3 separate regions of the Mus musculus genome follow, and regions 1 and 2 are each linked to region 3. A link is a contact called in public Hi-C and HiChIP or PLAC-seq data. All regions are on one chromosome and are shown on one strand. Each heading gives the region's core, a stretch centred on a gene start, on an enhancer-like site or on the middle of the called end of the contact. The rest is flanking DNA. Distances are from core to core; before and after follow the strand shown.

Region 1 (3,751 bases), core at 1,181-3,680, 160 kb before region 3:
GAACTCAAGACCACCCTGCCAGAGATGGCCCCACCCACAATGGCCTGGGCCCTCCACCACTGATCACAAATTAAGAAAGTACCCTACATTTGGATTTTATGAAGGCCTTTTCTCAATCACGCTCCAGGCACAAGCTCAGATCAGTCACTGATAGGCTGACAGGTCCGGATCACGTGGAACAGTCCAGCCTGGCAGGCAGCCCACGCATGCAGCCTCACTACGCATGCTCGGGCAAGGCAGTATACATCTTGGCCCATGCGGCCGTACCTGCTTCCCGCAGTGAATAAAGGAGAAAGAAGAACTGGAGCTAACTGAAAGCTTGAGTCATCATGCAGGTGCTGAGAGCTGAATCCAAGTCCTCTGCAAGAGCAGCCGGCGACAGTGCAGGTGACAGTGCAGGTGCCAGTGCCGGAGCCATTAATGGCTGAGCCATGTCTGTAGCCACAATCATCACATTTATTGAAATGTCCCTAGGATACATGCACATTCACATTGAAGAGTCACCCTTCAGTGCGAGCCTTGGGGTCAGGGATGGTAAGGAGAAGGACGAAGGGACAGCAGTGCTATGGTTCAGGAGTGAAGGGGAGGGTCCCCTGCCCCAGAGTTTTGGTTTATCTGGACTGAGACCAGAGCTCATCATAAACAATGAGAAGAAAAAGGAGTGAGAGCTGTCTTCACGCTGACTGCTGCAAAGCATCGAGCCCTGCTGCAACTGCTCTCTCCGATGGAACTTCCCCAGTCTGTGCTTGGTGGGGCCCCTGGATCTTACATCATTCCTGGGATGAGCCTGCCAAGTATAGGCAAGGAAACCTGGCTAGAGCAGCAGTCTTAGGAGAGGCTACGTTCTTTCCAGGGTCTACTTAGCTCTGTCTATATCACAAAGGCTTCTAATGAGGAGACAGAGTTTAGGAATTCTCTTCTATCAATTAGTTACCCATTAGGTCAACTTGTACTTCTTGGTGGCTGGGCTGACTGCATGGAATGGCAAGCTGACCCTTTTGCTATTACAAAAACAAATTAGAGGTGGCCTAATAATGCCTACCAAACTGGATTCTGGTTTTCTTACCTGGGGTTTTGTTTACCTGGAAACGTTGGTCCTACATTTTCTTCCTTATTTAGTGCTTATTAAGGAACGTAGGCTGTAAGATGCAGCTCAGTTGTCACCTTCTCAGTGTAACCCAGATCTCAGTCCTATCTGTTTTGGTGTAAAAGCTTGGGGGTGGAGCTCAATAGCAGAGTGCTTGCCTTGCATGCAGAAGGCCCCCATTTGACTCTTAGCATGCAAACAGAGCAGAATCTAGAAGCTGAGGGTCAGAAACGGAAGAAGGGGCTTCAGTTCCCAAAGGTGGTCTGGCTGGGAGCTTGCCATGAAGAACGAGGAGCAGATTATGAGCCTAGAACTTGCGTGGAAAAACCAAACCAAACAAGCAAACTGACACGGTAGCACAGGCCTGAGAGCTTACACTGAAGGAGGGTGGGGGTGGGAACAGGAAGAACCCTGGTACTCGATGGTCAGCCTGTTTAGTCTGCCTAATCTGCAAGGTGCCAGCCAGTGAGAAGCTGTTTCGAAAAGGCAGACAGCATTTAAAGACGACCTTCACAGGCATGAATACACAAGCACAGACACACCATCATATATGTGAACCAACACACACACACACACACACACACACACACACATACACACACGCATGAGCTCTCAGTGAGTACTCTTCTCTTGAGAAGTCTTGATGCAATTATAGACAGTGTACCTCCTTAGCAGCTGGTATTTTTCAATGGCCTCTGTAGGTCAGGGTGACTGTCTTTATTTCACACACACACACACACACACACACACACACACACCACGGATGTGGTAAAGTTGTTGTTTTGTCTAACATTGCCTAGCTCCTGGGCTTTGCTCTTCCTACCCCATAAGATTCACTGAGGGGAAAGGCACATAACAGAAGAACAGGCAAAGAACCCCTGGGCAAGAGGGGTGCTTCCCCGGTGGGAGTGCCAAGCACAGACATGCTCACGGATGTCCAGTTTGAAAGGTGCTGTGCGTGGCGATTCCTAATGTGGGCCATAAAGACCCTTGCCCCTCTCCATAGGTCTCCATAGGTGGATCTTTCTAGGTTAGAAACCAAGATTTGACAGCGTCAAGTGTCTGGGCATCTGGATGAGCGAACAAAGGTCTTTTTCAGCTGTTTGTCATGTTCCATGGAGCAAAACTGGAGGGATCTCTCTCTCTCTCTCTCTCTCTCTCTCTCCCTCCCTGCCTTCCTCTCACCTCCCTCTCTCCTCCTCTCTCTCCATCCCCACTTCTTTTCTTTAAGTGGGTGTATTTAGCCATTACAACTGGTTAGAAGCCGGAGATAGTTAGGCGTCTTCTGGTTGGAACAGAAATTGCCTGTTAGCTATGGACGGCATCCAAGCCCCTGAACAGCCTGTGAGGAGATCTCCATATAAATGGCTCCTGCAGGACCTCCCTTTGAATGCCTCCTTGGTCTTGGGGGTCTGACATGGAGCCAATTTGAGGGCGTTCCAGGAATTTCCCAGAGGGCCTCCCTCCCAGAAGCTTCAAAGCAAGCCCAAGGCTCCCACTTCCCCTCCCTGGGGACTCCTGTTAGTGAAAGGAATGGAGAAAACCTGCCTTCTAGGTCCCTGACACCTTTGTCCCTGTGATGCTTTGAAAAATGCACAGACCAGTTTGCTCCTTCCTCCATTAGAGTCACCACGCAGAACCATCAATGACCCAGGGCTGTACTTAAATTTCAAATACACGGATGGCCAAAGGGTTTCATGGAGTCTGCACAGTAACTAATAATACCTTTAAATAGTTGAAAGAAAATAATGACATAGGTACTCTTGAATCTTGAATAAGTAAGAATTTATGTAGTGGGGTGTTGCTGAAGAGATGGCTCAGGGGTTAAGAGCACTGGCTGTTCTTTCAGAGGATCCAGGTTCAATTCCCAGCACCCACATGCCAGATCACATCTGTCTGTAATTTCAATACCAGGGAATCTCACACAGACATGCATGCAGGCAAAATACCAAAGCACATACAATGGAAACAAAAAAGAAAAGGAATTCCTGTTGGGTTTGATCTCTGATTGTCATATGCACACACATATATGTGCACCTATGGACACATGCATGAACATGTACATATCTGCACATACATGCCTACACACACACATATATACATAAGAATTTCTTTACTGATGCTGTTCCAGTTCTCCACAGTGTGGATGTGAATTCTGGGGGTGAGTTGTGCTTTTTAGAACAATTGCAAAACCCCAGACAAAGCACAGCAAACGAAGAAGAGGAGGATGAAGAAGACGAGGAGGAGGAGGAAGAGGAGGAGGAAGAAGAAGAGAAGGAGGAGGAGGAAGAGGAGGAAACAAAGATGCCTTGGCAGAGCAAAGACGTGTGGGGGCTTCAGCAGAGGCTGACAGATCTCCCCACAAGGATAACTTCAGACAAGCCACGGATCCCTGTGCACCTGTTTTCAGAATCCCTCTCAGCTTGACCAGAGCTACAATCCCATGAAAGACATGCTATATTTTATTTGATAGATGCTAGCAACCTTTGTTTCATATGTTTGTATGCATATGTGGACACAGTCATCTGTGTGTGATGCATGTGCACCGTGTTTGCCTGTGTGTGGAGGCCAAAGGGTGAGCTCAGATGTCCTTCTTTAGAGGTGGCTCACCCTTTGTGACAGGTTTCTCACCGGAACTTGGATCTGTGTATCTCTGCCTTCCTA
Region 2 (4,231 bases), core at 869-3,368, 200 kb before region 3:
ACCTACAGAAGGGTCCAGGAAATGTGTGTGACTGTTGGGGGTAGGTGGACCAAGGACTACTGCTGGGTACCAGCCACAATGGGTGCTCCCTAGGCTCCGCAGAAGACGGATTCAGAAGTTTAAACAATCCGTGATGATTAAAAATTGCCTGCCTTTTTCCCTCTACTTAAGAGGTTCTTGAGGGGAGCAAGTCTCTCTCTGATCTTGCCTCTCACGTTTTAATTCCTTCTCTGCCACGTCTGAGCCAGTGCAGATGGCTCCCTGGAGCTTGAGAAGCTTCTAGAAGGGATCCTGAAAGGGGAGGGGATGTGGATATTGGGGAAAGAGCCTGGCTCCAGCCTACTGTGATTTTAATGTCTACTGCTGTCCATCTGTCATGATGCCCCCGGGAGTAGGTGCTGGGAGTGTGAAGATGGATCATGCTGTGCGCAACCAATGTGGGGAGGCTTGGAACCTGCTAATCCCGAATCAGTTTTCCGGATTCAGGGCCATAGGCTTCTCTTTCAACCCAGGCTTCCTTTACCTTTTCAAGCGTTTCCTTGTTCCCAGCGTGCCCTGTTCCTCTTGCTTCCTCTCTGTGTTCTCCTTTAAAACTCTATGCCTAGAAATACCTTTAAGTTCTTACATCCTCACTTTCTCACCTCGGCTCTGGGCCCCTGAACTACATGGCGGTCAATGTCATGGGTCTAACACTACTTCCTGAGAGTCTTCTGAGAATTTGCTTTTTCTGAACTGGAAGTCGGTGTAGACAGTAGCGCCAGGTCAACTGGTAAGTCTTCCTATTTTCCACTAAAGGAATCCAGCAGGCCTCCAGGATAGCTATCTTCACACAGCATTCACCTGCCCAGAAGGAAGAAGAGAAATAGGTGAAGCCAGGAAAAAATAAGTAGCCTGTTGGAAGCTTAAGATAATGCTGAAATACAGCGTCTGTCAGCCCCTGGACAGAGATGCTGAGAAGAGCAGACTGAGTTTCCAGATACCAGGCTGGAAGGGATAGTTAGGGAGATGTCTGTCTATACCTATATCGGCTGGCCTCCCCTCCCCTTTCCTCTTCCTTCTCCTCTCCTCTCCTCTTCCTTCCCCTCCCTTTTTCCTGCCTCCTCCCTTCTTTCCAACCCCCTCCCCCTTTCTTTTCTTTCTTTGCCTTCTTTTGTGCTTTTTGAGACAAGGTCTCACTTTGTAACCAACACCTGGCTTGAACTCATGGTAATCCTGTCTGTTTCCTCAGTGTTCATAAACTTCTGTATGCTCCTCTGAGTGGCAGGAGCAGGTAATATCTGGGGATCTAGGAGCTGCTGGGGCTAAGAGTTCACCAGTTCACAGAAGGGGAACTTGCCCAGAAGGTGCCCCTGTGCACTACAAGCTGATGCCCACCCACCTTCCCTGCCCGGATGCCACTGGTTACTTTTTCTTAAAGGACTTGGACGGGGGCCTTTCTCCGACTCCTCTCCAGCCCGTGGCTGAGCCAGCCAGCCTCCTCTCTGCATTGTCTTGGAGAGAGGAATCACCTGGGATTTAGGCTCATTTTTAACAATGTATCCTCATTTCCTGGGGACTAACAGCTTTGTGAGGGTCTCTCAGCAACCCGCGTCAAGGGGGAAGGGGATGGGACTCAAGATGCCTTTTGCTAATTAGAACCCCTTCAGCTCTCCTGTTACACAAGAATCCAGGGCACCACATGACCCTCTGCAAAGCTGCCTTTTTTTTTTTTAAGGTATTTTTAGCCAGAATCAAAGGGTGAGATTTTTTTTTTTTTTTCTGCTCAACTTTGCAACTGTAAGGCTGTGAACCTCATCTCACATTCTCCTTCCTTTTCTATAGATTCTACTGTCCTTACCCGGTTTCTCTATTTCTTTCTCCTTCCTGGAACTCTGCATGCGTGTGTGCGCATATGTGCACGTACGTCCATGCATGCAGGCGCACATGAGGGTGAGTGCATGAGCTCCTGTGTGTAGGTGTGAGGGCCTGGCGGGAGTGTGGCCGCGGTGCCAGGCAGCCATGCTGCATCTCTGGCTGCTCATTGTTCAGTTCCGTCTCCATGGTGACAGGAGCAGCTGCTCCATTCTGGGCCTTGGCTTGGCTGTGCAGGGCGGCCTGCCCGCCCGTCTGCCCGCCGGTCCACCCTCCCGTCCTCCTGCCCAGCCGTGGGAGCTGCCAGCTCTACGCCCTCCCGCTGCCCACAGGCCTTGCCAGGCTGGGCGCAAGAAAGCGTGTTTACTAACACCATCCACATGGCTCCTGGGGCACCGTGGCTCTGCCCAGAAGATGTCAGGCCCAGGGCACCGGGAGGTGGGCCTGGAGCCAGGCTGTCTGTAGCTGAGGGAAACCAGGCTGGCCAGCGGCTGCTGCTGCCGCCGCCGCCGCCTAGGTCTGCCAGCGCTCCCAGCCTCCAGGCAGGGTTGCAGGCACTTGTTCAGGGGCCCCAGAGAAGCCCTCTCCGAAGTCTCTTTCCCCCTTCCTGCCATGCTGTTTAATACTCTTCTCAATGTGCCCTAGTCCTAGTGTATTCCACCTGGTCATTTTACCCCTGGCAGTCTCCTCTGGTCCCCATAGTGGAATTATCCAATCTAACACCTTCACAGGCTTAAATTAGGAGCTGCCAAGTGGGAGGGACCTGAAGGATGTAGTCCTTTGAAATAACAGGCAGAGGGAGGGCAGGGTTGTGTCTACACCCCATCTGCCCTCAGAGGCCTGGGTGGGCTCTCCTGTGTGGCCCTTTTGAGCTCTGCATTCTTTCCCTCTGCTTCTCTTTCTCCTCCTTCCTTCCTTCTTCTCAGCCTCTCCTTCTCTCCCCATCAGTTTTTGTTTTTTTTTTTTTTCCGTGAAGGCCTCTGTTCTCTGTGTCTGTATGTCCATATGTACGTCTGTGATTGTGTGTGTCTCCGTTTGTGGTTTGGTGTTCTGGTGGGTGTCAGTCTCCCATCTGTGTAAATGTCACTAGTTCTGTGTGTCTCCCTCCATCTGTGTGTGTCCATGTTCCTGTGTGTATCTTTGTATGTGTGTATGTGTCAGTGTGCTTGTGTGTGTGTGTTTCTCCCTGTGTGTATATCTACTTATGTCTCCATCTGTGTCTATGCATATAAGAGAGAAAGATGGACCCCCTTTAGGAGGCTAACGACAGTCCTTCTTGGGAATGTCCCCACAGCCTCTTACTGAGGTCTAGTTCCCAGATCCTGGTATCAGAGTCTTGGAACCATAGGCTAACTTCCGTCATCCCTCCTGATGATTCTGCCAGCCTGGGACCCTTGGGGACTTCTGGGACCTGTTTGTCCCAGCAGTAGATCTGTAGCTTCCTGAGAGCCTATGACCCTCTACTGTGTGTGCACAGTGAAGCTTCATAGTACCTGACCTTGTGAAATGTTTTTCCTTAGAAATTTCAGTTGGCGCCAGGCAGTGGTGGCGCACGCCTTTTAATCCCAGCATTTGGGAGGCAGAGGCAGGCGGATTTCTGTGTTCGAGGTCAGCCTGGTCTACAGCGTGAGATCCAGGACAGCCAGGGCTACACAGAGAAACCATGAACCCTGTCTCGGAAAAAAAAAAAAAAAAAAAAAAAAAAAGAAAGAAATTTGGGTTGGTTATAAACCTGAGAGCAAGCAACAATTAGGTCACATTGATATATCTTGAAAGCACTGGTGGTACTCACTGAGTGTCCCACCATGCCAAGGTCAGCCACTCTGTCCACATTTAAGCCTATTTCCGGCCATATTCTGCCCCTGATTGAATCTCAGCTTCCCTTCAAACTTTAAGATGTGTGGCCTATGTGATCTAGGGAGGGGCATTCGAGGAAAGAATCAATGAGGTCCTTGGGTAGTGGCACCTGTTGCAAGCATTTACTAAGTGTCTGAGACCTGCTAGGCTTAGGATAAAGTGCCATCTATACCAGACATTTAAAAAATGCCCTCAGGATTCCATATGACAGAAAATGACCATATTTTGCATATTGGGAAGTGTGGCTTAGAGAATTTAAGTGACTTACCCAAGACCACACAGCTAAAGAACCTGCCTCTCCTTCCTGGGCCATCTTGCCTCATAAAATGGCTGGGTATCCCTTTGAAATGGGGCTGCTCAGAATCGTTCTCATGGCTGCTTTAAGTCTCCCCCACAGCTGCTGCCTTAGCCAAGCCACCTATCTTTTGACTGGAACCCAAGAATAGTCCCTTATCTCCAAGTTTGGTGGTTTGAATGTGCTTGGCCCAGGGAGTGACACTATTAGGTGTGGCATTGTTGGAAT
Region 3 (4,116 bases), core at 364-2,863:
TGAGCCTCAGAGAATCCAGGCTCTCTCCAGTTCAGAGACTCTCCTTTGGGTGCTGGAGAAATAGTTGGTAAAGTGCCTACAGTGTAAATATGAACACCTGAGTTCGATCCACAGAGCCCACATAAAAAGCCTGGGCAAGATGGCATACACTTGTAATACCAGTGCATGGGAGGCAGGGTTAGCTAGATCCCAGAAGTTCCCTGGATGGCCAGGTTTCAGGACAAAGTGAAAAATAATCTGAAAATGACAAACACCAAACCAAGGTGGACAGCAGCCTAAGAAATCACGCACGTACACATGCATGCTATTCATTGAAAATCAAGTTCAGAAAGTACATTCAAATCCTACTCTCTTGGGTAGAAATATCTTTTCTAGAGCACAAAGTATGATTTCACACTTGCAAGTAACTGTTGTTAGTTTTCTATGTGAGGTGTCTGATTGGAGGAGATCTGTGTGTCTGGTTGCTCTGCACTCACGTTTAGAGTACTTTAAAGTGAGGGATTCACATTTCAAGACTTGAAGACAGCCATAAGAAAAGTCCATGTGCTTCTAGGTCTACATAGCCAGACCTGGACCGGTTGTGTAGGGACTATGGTGAGGCCCAGCCGTCTGGCTGCTTCGGGGACCACCACTAGCCCCTCTCGGGGCCTCTTCAGTGTTGCCTGGAAACCCTGCAACAATGCCTCCCAAGCAGCCCCATGATGATCTTTTCTGAAGTGGCAGCCCCTTCAATTATTTTATTTCCATTATATTATGTTAATTAAATCAGCGAAAAGAAGAGAGCACAGGCATGCCCAGAGTGGAGTGGCTCTGAAGGGTTAATCGGAATGGCCCTGGCTGAGACTGCTAATAGAGAGACAGCAGCAGAGGGGACAACTTATTCCAATGGGCCCAATGTAGACAAACTGTCAGGAAGCCCCATGGGCCTGGTTGGCCTGCATCTGGGTCTCCTGGAGACCAGTGCTGCACCAGTGGACACAACAACAGCTGGAAACAGCTATTCCAACAACTATTACTGTTACTCCAGTGACCCGTTAGCACTTGCAGAAACATCCATGGAAAGCTAGCTTCAGATACCTGCAGGGCGGGGCCTGCTGTAACAACAGTGCCAGAATACTCAATGTTTTAGTAGTCGTTTATTCAAACTTCTACAATTAACTTTTAGGTTGACCTGACAAAATGGAAAACTAGAGCTCTTTGGTTGGCATTAGAGCTGGGCTGGAGGTTAGCCCCCCCCCCCCTTGGATGTGGAGCACAACTAGAGAAGTCAAGTTTAGGGGACATTTCGAGAATCAGAACGGTCTTTTCTAGGCTGCTGCATTAGACATCTTCAGTGAGAGCCCTCAGCCATAAAAATGGGGCCTCATGGAATTCTAGAATATAGGTGATGCCTTTTGGCCTCAACTTATTTGTCTGTTCAATGGGCATATACTTCATATGTGGCTTCCTAGACTCAGGAGTTTTTGTAGTGGGCCCTTTTTGGGCAATGTAGATGTTCCTGGGAAATTGCCCCCACCCCACCCCGCCCCTGACATTGTCCTGAAGGGTGCCTTTGTGCCTCTGTAAACACAATGTGGAGTTGTGAAGCAAGAACATGCTCTGAGTCATTATTCTACTCTGTGCTCCCTGGCATTCTGCAGCGTGTGACAGGAGCTGGGGAAATCTCACTCTTCTCTGGCCTCTAGCTTGCTGGAGTTGGGAGACAGACTCACTTTGGCCCACGATTTCCTCCCAGTCTGCAGGCGGTGCCATCCCTGATCCCTTAGACACCCCGCAGCTGTGGCATCCTCTCATTTGAATACATCAGCAAAAATAGCAGTGCACCGCCTTATGTTTAAAAGACGACGGAGCAATTACTCTGAAGTTGATTTCCTGCTCCCTGCCTTTCCAACATTGCAAATCTCCTCAGTTTCAAAATTAAGTTGTAAATGAGATTTGAGTTCCACACCACCCGCTTTGTTCTCTCTCCAAGAGAGAGAGAGAGTCGAATCGCCAGTTCAAAGAAAACGTACACATAACTGGAATTCAAAGGCGGTTGGAGGGATTTTCTTTCTCTTAATCTTGGTGACTGGGCTCACCATCTGATTAACCTTCTACAGCCTTTACTGCGAAGAAGCAGGTCTTCAGCCACCTCTCCCAGAGATTTCCCCTCGTTTGCAGGACAAAGCCCTGGATCAGCACCGCCATAACCATGGAAACAATAGCCAGCCTTCTGTGTGTATTCATTTTCCAAAGTTGCCTCGACTCTGTTTTGACCCATGCATTCTTCCACATACTTTGCTGATTGAGAAACTGAAGAACGAGTCGGAGACCATTTCTTTATAACTTTACACAGGCTACAGGTTAATTTGTTCATCTCGCTGGCTGACTCGAGCTGTCTACTGCTCTGTAGTTTGCTCTTTAATCTTGTTCTTTGTTCTCTGTGTGGTTTTTTTGTTTCTGTATTGCTTTGCTATGAGGTCTCATTATGTAGTCAAAGGTGACCTGGAAGTTGCTATGTTGCCCAGGCTGGCCTCAAGCCAATGGTGGTCCTGTTTCAGCCTTCTGGGCTCTGAATTCACAGGCATATACCAGTAAGTCTGATTTCTTTTCTTTTCTTTTTTTAAATCTGTCTTTCTCTCCCTGACTCTCCTTCTTCCTCTCTTTCTTCCATGCTGACACTGACTTAAAACTCACCATGGAGCTGAGGCTGCTTTTCCTCTTCCGATCCTCTACCAGGAAGTGCTGGGATCCTCTACCAGGAAGTGCTGGGATCCTCTACCAGGAAGTGCTGGGATCCTCTACCAGGAAGTGCTGGGATCCTCTACCAGGAAGTGCTGGGATCCTCTACCAGGAAGTGCTGGGATCCTCTACCAGGAAGTACTGGGATCACAGGCCCATGTTTCCTTCCCTTCCCTTCCCTTCCCTTCCCTTCCCTTCCCTTCCCTTCCCTTCCCTTCCCTTCCCTTCCCTTCCCTTCCCTTCCCTTCCCTTCCCTTCCCTTGGAGCCTGTCCTGGGAGAATATCTGAATTCTCCATGGGCTCGCTGGGCCTCCTCTGTCCTGACCCAGTCTAGCTCGGAAGGTATGAGAGTTGAGAGCCATTTATTCAGCTGCTACATGTGAATATTCTCCATGTTTAGGCCTTACGTCTTGCTCAGTGCTGGGCCCTACAGATGAATGTGGTCTTGCTTCTTGAACAAACTAACAGCTCTTATTGATGCAAAATCCTGTCTTGAGGCTGGATAGATGGCTTACTGTACAAAGCTTTTGAAACACAAATGTGAAGTTGGATCTCTAGTACTCAGATAAATGCTGAGCGGGCATGACAGCCCACCTGTAATCCCATCATTTTCGAGGAAGAGAGCTTCTGGTCTCTGGAGCAAACTGGCTATCCAGAAAATTGTCTTTACCAAATCAGACAATTGTCCCTGCAATTAGACTGATCAGGTAATTACATCCAAGCCAGGATACTGTGAGGGAGAATGATTAGGGACTCATAATAACCATGCCATGAAACAGGTATGAGTTAGGCCACTTCCCATCATGTGAGAATGCAGGTTCTCAGGCTACACTGCATCTCCTGGTGTTGGGCTGGCCGTTGAATGTGCATATTAGTATGAGCATCAGTACACTGATGCTCAGAGCCCATCTACTGCCATATCTTATGGAACTCTTTTCTGGTCCTCTTTATCCTGGGGACATGTCTGAGTTCTCCATGGGTTCTCTAGGACTCCTTTGTCCTGATATGTTGGAGGCTGGAAGGAATGAGAGGTGAGGTCTTGCTGGGGGTAGAAGGCTAAAAGTCCTAAATGTCTCCTAAGGACACGGAAGTCTAATTTAGTTGAGATTCCATTAAGTGTGAAGAATGGAAGATACCCATGTCAGGGTGGCTCAGTGGTGGAAGGATGGGCTTTGGAAGTCAAGAGGAAGCAGTTTGGAAACAAGACCAGGAACACATGTTTCTTAGGCTGGAGAGATGGCCCCTGAGTACAAGCATCAGTTACTCTTGCAGAGGACCTGGATTCAGTTCCTAGTACCCAACTTGATGACTTGTAACTCCAGTTCTAGGACTTACAGTGACCTCTTTGGGCCTCTGCAGGCATTGCATGAACACAGTACATAAACATGCACACAG

The links. A called contact is a pair of places that touch in the nucleus more often than the background predicts. HiChIP or PLAC-seq counts read pairs in DNA pulled down with a chosen protein or histone mark.
Region 1: a contact with region 3 is called in a Hi-C map of embryonic stem cells, with 2.2 times the contacts expected there. The contact joins two enhancer-like sites. A contact is called at or near these places in 3 of 39 promoter capture datasets (cranial neural crest, liver and pre-B cells), 1 of 484 Hi-C or Micro-C datasets (embryonic stem cells) and 2 of 115 datasets of contacts at active chromatin or transcription factors (embryonic basal ganglia and embryonic stem cells).
Region 2: a contact with region 3 is called in an H3K4me3 HiChIP or PLAC-seq map of embryonic forebrain, with 3 times the contacts expected there. The contact joins two enhancer-like sites. A contact is called at or near these places in 3 of 39 promoter capture datasets (cranial neural crest, liver and second pharyngeal arch cranial neural crest), 1 of 484 Hi-C or Micro-C datasets (nephron progenitors), 6 of 115 datasets of contacts at active chromatin or transcription factors (embryonic basal ganglia, embryonic forebrain, embryonic hindbrain and 3 more) and 1 of 9 other capture datasets (embryonic stem cells).

What each region holds. Positions count from the first base shown.
Region 1 is chr12:12,870,205-12,873,955 of GRCm38.p6, reverse strand. No RefSeq gene overlaps it. Among named protein-coding and RNA genes, the nearest start is that of Gm40271, 37 kb to the left of the region's middle. Within about 2 kb of position 2,430, at least 23 of the 459 cell types and tissues checked have an H3K27ac peak or open chromatin away from gene starts, as enhancers often do. A contact at or near this core is called in embryonic stem cells, where this site is marked.
Region 2 is chr12:12,902,673-12,906,903 of GRCm38.p6, reverse strand. No RefSeq gene overlaps it. Among named protein-coding and RNA genes, the nearest start is that of Gm40271, 4.6 kb to the left of the region's middle. Within about 2 kb of position 2,118, at least 141 of the 459 cell types and tissues checked have an H3K27ac peak or open chromatin away from gene starts, as enhancers often do. A contact at or near this core is called in embryonic forebrain and embryonic stem cells, where this site is marked.
Region 3 is chr12:12,707,063-12,711,178 of GRCm38.p6, reverse strand. No RefSeq gene overlaps it. Among named protein-coding and RNA genes, the nearest start is that of Gm34696, 4.3 kb to the right of the region's middle. RefSeq lists an enhancer at 1-3,767. Within about 2 kb of position 1,613, at least 31 of the 459 cell types and tissues checked have an H3K27ac peak or open chromatin away from gene starts, as enhancers often do. A contact at or near this core is called in embryonic forebrain and embryonic stem cells, where this site is marked.